2 separate regions of the Hordeum vulgare genome follow, and region 2 is linked to region 1. The links are chromatin contacts, called in public Hi-C maps. All regions are on one chromosome and are shown on one strand. Each heading gives the region's core, a stretch centred on a gene start, on an enhancer-like site or on the middle of the called end of the contact. The rest is flanking DNA. Distances are from core to core; before and after follow the strand shown. Region 1 holds the start of LOC123396104 (HMG-Y-related protein A-like). Region 2 holds the start of LOC123396129 (putative 1-phosphatidylinositol-3-phosphate 5-kinase FAB1C).

Region 1 (3,476 bases), core at 302-2,801:
CCTAATAGTGAGTCTTTATACTATAAACTAACACTCTTATATAAGAGCAGAACACTAGCCAGTACTCTCTCCGTCCCAAAATAAGTGTCTTACTCTTAGTAAAACTTTGAGACAGTTATTTTGGGACAGAGGGAGTACATTTTTTTATCTCCGGCTAAACCAAAATTCAAACTAGCTACATTGCTAGTATGTACCACTGTAGGATGCAGCTATAAATATGTTCTGTAAATAAAAATGTGCTATGATGCATATATACCTAGAAGAGAACTATAGATCATCTTACTAAACAGAACAGAGTAGTAAACATCAACGCCCAACCACTACAATCAAACTTTCGACGACATGCTGAACCACAATTCAACACTAAGTGACAATTCAAGCGGCAGCCCACAATCAAGAACAAGTCAAGGGGACAGTGACCTAGTACACAAGAACAGGACAAACATCTTCATCATAATGCGGAAGCAACAGAGATGGCGATAAAAAAATGAACATCTTCACTCTCAGCAGCAGAGTCAACTATTACGACCGAAGCTAAAAACATCCATACATCCATCCATTGTGCACACTCATCTGGATCAGGTTACAGCATACTGAGCAACTAAGCCGAGACAACAATTAGTACGAAGCACGAATCGAACAAGCACCGTCACACCTAGGAGCTTACCACCGTCGGAACCACGGCGAGATACACGGACCGAAAGGCAACAGCATGCAGGCCTCAAGCCGCCACCTTGCGTGGGCGCCCACGGCCGCGCTTGGCAGGAGCGGAGCCAGACGCGGCCGCCGGAGACTCAGCCTCCTTGGTTACCTTGGCCTTCTTGGCCGCGGAGGGGCCCGGCGGGCGGCCGCGGCCCTTGGGCATGCCGGTGGTGGCCTTGGCGACGGCCTCCTTGACGGCGACGGACATGGGGTCCTTGGGCGGGCGCCCCCGGCCGCGCTTGGGCGTGTTGGGATCCGGCTTGGGCTTGGGCGGCGCGTTGGGGTCCTTGGGCGGGCGGCCGCGGCCGCGCTTGGCCGGGGTGGCGGAGACCGCGTCGGCCTTGAGGTAGTTGTTCTTGACGAAGGCGAGCTTGCCGGCCTCCTTCATGCTGGCTAGGTTGGCCGTGAGGAGGGAGGCGTGCGCGGAAGGGAGGCCCTCGTACTTCTCCTCGATGTAGCTGGAAATGGCCGACTTATTGGAGCCGTTAGTGTCGCCCAGCGCCTCGATAGCCGCGAGAATCATCTGCCAGGAGAAGCAGGGGCGCTCAGGCCGCGGCCGGCAAATGGAAGGATCTACCAAACAAGGAAACAATACGCCGGCGACGAATCTACGGCGGCGGAAAGCACGGGAGCAGGGCATCAAAACTGGGCGAAACTCACCTCGGGGTAGGGCGGGATGTCACCGGACTTGGGAGACCCTTCGGTCGCCATGGCAGCGACGGCGGCTAGAGCCCACGGCGGTGGAGCCGAGCTCTAGAGCTAGAGTGCGGGCGCGGGCAGCGGGGAGGGGGGAATTTTCGGATTTGGATCGGGGGAGGATGGGAGGACGGCGGGGGCAGTAGATAAGAAATGGGCGAGCTGCGCCGCGTGTACCAGAGGCAGACGGCGTATGACCTAGGGTTTCCGCGCGTGGTCACCGACGTGTGGGCCGCGTGGGGCGGTATCCTTGGACGGGACCACCTGGCGGTGGGGGCACCACGGGCGTGTCAGAGGAATCCTGCAGTTTCGGCCGATATAAATGTAGCTTTCCTATTTTGAATGCCTTTATCGATGTGCGGGGGACGGAGACCCGAGCGTGACGTGCACGGACGGCGGGGATGGCGAGGCGGGGGATCGGAGGGTGGACAAGGAAGAAGCAACGGGTGCCTGCACGCGGATCGGTGACGTGGCGCGGGGCGGGGGAAACGCTTTTGCTGGACTTGTCGTCTCCTGCGCGGGGAGCGGGAGCGGGAGCGGCCTCGCGTTTTGGGTCGGGGGGAATTGACTGTCCTGCCCCGCCACGAGCGCGCTGCCCATATAAATATTTATTTATAAAAAATCGGCCCCTTTGTCGTGCTCCGGTCTGGGTGGGCCTGATCCACGTCTTTGCATTTGTATACCGCTTAAAACAAATACAGTAGTGTTTGAGTGAGCTAGCTATAAAAAATAAATTACTTCATCTATATCAAAATATATGTTGGTGGAGTATAATGACATATATTTTGTAAGAATGAAAGGCGGGCCATATAATAAATAAGTAGTACACTCTTCTAACCAACTATTGTACATGTTAGTTGTAAGATGAGCTATATGTGACATGGCATAAGCTTACAGCCGGCAGCCGGCTCTATTATTGTCTTTGCTCTTAGAGCAAGTACAATAAGGTGACATAAGCAGGCTATAAGAATTAAAATAATATATATTCTTGCTTAATTGGAAGAGAGAGGAGAGGAGAGAGAAGAGAAGCGGGCTCTTCGTGAGTAGCCAGCTGCAACACGAGACCCAAGACACTTTGTGAGATTGTAAGGTGGGCCAACTATTACTAAAGTAGTACACGTCTAAAACTTACTATTGTATATGCCAGTTATTAGGTTGACTCTGTATGACATGTCAACTCCTTATAGCCGATTGTTGGCTATATTATTAACCATGCTCTTAGAGCATGGTTAATAGTATAGTCAACTGGTGGCTATAAGCCATCTTGTAGTCCATCTTATAGCTAGCTTGTACAATAGTTAGCTGTAAAAGAGTACTACTTTTATTATATATGGTCCACCTTTTATTCTCACAAAGCATCTAGGAGCACGTGCTAGAGCTAGCTCTTCACGAAGAGCCCGTTCCCTTCTCTCTCCTCTTCTCTCTCATCCAACTCAGCAAAAATATAGTATTTTAATCCTTACAGCCTGCTGGTTGTGCCTTATTATACTTGATCTTATACTGCCATTACAACTAGCCTTAGTTAAGAGTCCTTACAGTCTGCTGGTTGTACCTTATTATACTTGATCTTATACTGCCATTACAACTAGCCTTGGTTAAGAGTTAGTTATAGCACGTGCTCCTAGGCACTTTGTAAGAATGAAAGATGGGTCATACAATAAAAATGTAGTACACTTCTAATCAGAGGGTGCTTGGATCCAAGGGACTAAAAATAGTCTCTTTAAGAGGCTAAAGTTTCAAGCACCCATGACTAAAGAGAGGCTAAAACTAGTCTTGAGACTAAAATCTTTTAGTCACGGGTACCCCTACTAAAATATGGATTAGTCCTCTCTCTCCTCATTTAACTCCTCTCCTTTAACACATGCGAGTTCTGGATTGGAGGGTTTGGAGGATAATAAATGCTTATTAACTTAATTTTAGTCTCTTTAGTATTTGAATCCAAGCATGGGTAAGGCTCGCAAGTTTTAGTCACGCTACTTTTAGTCATTGGACTAAAACGTATCCAAGCACCCTCTCAATTATTATACATGGTAGTAATAAGTAAAGCGTTAGGTAGGAATCAAACACCACACCAAAGG
Region 2 (3,703 bases), core at 107-2,606, 460 kb after region 1:
TTATCAGAAGCATCATTCTGCCTCGCGGCACAAGTAGGACTCTCTGTGGGGCTTGGGGTCATCGATCTGTATGTTGAGTTACTAACACTAACACTAGAATCTGTATCTGAAAAGTCATTTAAGAAGTAAGTCCCAGGGGCTAAAAATTGGACCCTGGGTTCATGAGCCTCCTCGTCGTCCGCTTGCCTGCATCAACAATCATTCAGAACTCGTCAACAGTGGCCAGAGCTAGACAACCAACCTCTACTCCTCAAGCCATCAGCATCCATCAACATCAACCACTACTTCCAAAGAAAGAGGGGCGATAATTAAAGCCATTCTAAGTAATTGACCAGACATTTTACACTTATTAGCAGGCAACGGAAGTAAATAATAAATGATTTACTAGTTCACTTCCATATCATTTGGAGTACTACTATAGTTTAGTGTTAGGAACCAATTAGTTTTGCACTATAGATAGAGACAGAGATTTTCGTTACCTAATATCGCGGTCTGGAGGAGGGGAGCCCGGCGCCACGTCGCTTTTGCTCCTGGATCTCGCCTCGGGCGCCCGCAGCGGCGTCGTGGGCGGCTCGGCAGGCGACGCCGGGCTGTTTGGCCGCCCGGGCGGGCCGCCGCCATGCCCCACCGATCGGCGGCGTCGCGTCTCTATGCGCGCGAGGGCGTCACCATCGGCGCCGCCCTTGTGCATGTGGCGCTGCGGGTAGTCGGCGACGAGGGATCTGGCCTTCTCCGGTGCGCCCATCGCCGCGAAATCCAGCACGCCCATCCCTACCAGACCACCACGCTACGCTCAAACCAACCGACTAAAAAAAACTGCCAGAAAAATGGAGCAAGAAACAACGGGGCGCGCCGAACCTACGCGACGCGGACGCGCGGAAGATTCCTTCCTCCCAAAGCCACCGTCCACCCCCACCAACGCGCGCGGAACTAACTGGCGTGCCCAGGCCCTGGGGGGCGGGGGCGCTGGGAGATGGAGCCGTGCTCCGGCGAGGACGCGATGGAGCGGGGCTCCGGCGAGGAGGCGGTGGAGCGGGGATTCAGCCAATGCGGGAGCGGCGGGCAGCGGCGAGAGGATCGGGGCCGGAGAAGCGCGGCTTGGCTGCAGATTTGGGAGCTTTGGAGGGGTGGGAACGCGTGCGTTGGCGAGAGCTTGGAGGGGAGGGAGAGGGCAGGGGAAGGCGGGCGGCGGCGGCGAAGCGGCGGTGCTTATTATACGGATATGGAGATTGGGAGGGAGATTTGAGAGTGAATACTAGTAGTAGGAATGTGACACCGTAAAATGGGGACGCTAACGGCGAGGGGAAGCGGCGTGCGCTGTCGAAATCCCGTTTCCTCCTTCCGGTTTCGCCTTGTGGAATTGTGGAGTACGGTGGATATATGGCGGGGGTACCTATTATAGGACGGATGATTATCAATGCAAGGAAATATGCAATAATGCAAGGAAATATGCAATGGATGTCGATGTAATCTTATCTGTGGCACTTAATGATGTCCATCTTTTCTTGATTATTTTTTGCTGATTATTAATAACCTAAAATAATTCACTGTCCACTTTAAAAACAGACCGCGAACGTGCGGAAACTAGGTCTTACCATTGTTTTCGCAGCGCACGAGTGTGAAGTGTATATGCAACACATGTGATGGCATGGTGACGCGTGTGTTCTACACGCGAACACGTGTAAGTGGACGATATTTAAAATAGAATGAAATGAAAAATTATATGTATCATTGTTGATAATGGGCCATTATCAATGGCATATAATGGTAGGATTTAAATATACTTGTATCACTAAGTTTAGTTTTGAAGGAGAAAGCTTGGGAAAGATAATGAAAATATCTCATAAAACAAAATATGCCTTGTAATTCCTGACAAATATGAAGAGAATATTTTTTATAGAAAGGGATGGGGAGACTAGATGTTGATTATTAACCGCAACGAAAATATATCCCTCGGTAAACATACCCTTATCTATTACACTTGTCATTGCATGTTACTAACTACTCCCTCCGTTTATTTATATAAGGTGTATTTTTTAAGTCAAACAAGATCATGTTTGACCAAGTTTGTAGGAGCATATACCAACACCCATAATATAAAGTTCATATCATTTGAACCATCATGACAAGTAATTTCATATTTTATCTATTCGGTATTGCATATATCGTTAGTTTATTTTATAATCTTGGCCAAACATTTAAATGGTTGACTTGCACGAAAAATAGTACACCTTATATTCTGAAACGAACAGAGTACATAATTGTAAAAGCATGCCTGGTCTAAGGAAAGTGAAATGCATTGATTCTTTTTATCTATGTCTTAATAATGGGACATAATTAATGGCGGACTATGTAGATCTTTGATGTAGGGTACTTTATTTGCTTATATATTTGTTATCAATGCACTGGACGCACATACCCTCAAAAAATGCACTCGATGCACATAGTCGAGGAAGTATACATAATATAATATAATGATATTTTAATATTATGTGATAACATTAAATACTCATTCAGTGCGAAGTTGCATACTTTTTCTCTAAAGGAGCGCAATATTTGAGATGCTACATTGGTCGTTGTTTAAAAAATATATACTAGTTAAAAGATGTTTAAATTCAAAAAAAATATGAAGATTCTAATGGTACGGTGTTTTCCTAGCATGTTAATTAGTTGTCAAATATAAAGAAGATTTGGTCATAGTTTAATGTAAAAATCGTACATTTTGGAGTGTAGATAGTAACACTATGCAACCAAAAAATATTTTCGTAGGCAATTAAACATATATAAATAGAAAAATAAAACTATATATATATAGGCTAGAGATGCATAAAATTTAAAGGACCATGATGTCGTCTAGAGGGGAGGGGTGAACACGCGTTTAAAAACTTATATGGATTTGGCTTTATTCTAACACCTAAATAAACTAAGCAAATATTTTTCAAATAGAAATTCTAAATATACTAGGCTCAATAAGTGCACCACAACATACTCCAAATAAAATGAGCACACAAATGATATAAACAAGCCCAAGTAAGTTACACAAACTTACATGAGCAATATCACAAGATGAAAAATGTGTGACACAATATAGCAATCCACACTAATTGCAAAGATATGTCAATAGCGACAAGTATGAATTGTGGAATATAAATTATAGGCCTAAATATAATCTCTACAAAGGGATAACTAACACAATACAACGAGAACGACAAGATGTAGTAAATGCAAGGTCAAGTGACCAAAGTAAATCAAAAGTAAGGAGCTAGAGTTAGAGGTAATTGAGTACACGATGACAAGGATGTATCTCGGTGTTCACCATCATTGGAGGGATGGATATTACCATGAAGTCACACCAACACCACGAAGCTATTGGAAATATGCCCTAGAGGCAATAATAAAATGGTTATTATCATATTTCCTTGTTCATGATAATCGTCTATTGTTCATGCTATAATTGTATTAACAGGAAACAGTAATACATGTGTGAATAAATAGATCATAATGTGTCCCTAGCAAGCCTCTAGTTGGCTAGCTCGTTGATCAATAGATGATCATGGTTTCCTGATCATGGACATTGGATGTCATTGATAACGTGATCACAACATTAGGAGAATGATGTGATGGACAAGACCCAATCCTAAGCATAGCACTAGATCGTGTTGTTCGTATGATAAAGCTTTTGTAATGTCAAGTATCTTTTTCC

Evidence for each region. Hi-C and Micro-C count contacts between places; a contact is called where the count stands out from the background.
Region 2: a contact with region 1 is called in a Hi-C map of leaf, with 2.4 times the contacts expected there. The contact joins the promoter of LOC123396129 here to the promoter of LOC123396104 in region 1. A contact is called at or near these places in 2 of 6 Hi-C or Micro-C datasets (both in leaf) and 1 of 1 datasets of contacts at active chromatin or transcription factors (embryo).

Annotation. Positions count from the first base shown.
Region 1 is chr5H:424,777,284-424,780,759 of MorexV3_pseudomolecules_assembly, forward strand. It overlaps LOC123396104 (HMG-Y-related protein A-like), which reads right to left and starts at 1,552. Exons shown (of 2, transcript XM_045091148.1): 1 at 1,363-1,552; 2 at 483-1,225. The coding sequence starts at 1,413. The coding sequence ends at 722. It also overlaps the pseudogene LOC123396816.
Region 2 is chr5H:425,235,024-425,238,726 of MorexV3_pseudomolecules_assembly, forward strand. LOC123396129 (putative 1-phosphatidylinositol-3-phosphate 5-kinase FAB1C) reads right to left here and starts at 1,357. Exons shown (of 12, transcript XM_045091179.1): 1 at 863-1,357; 2 at 480-771; 3 at 1-186. The coding sequence starts at 769.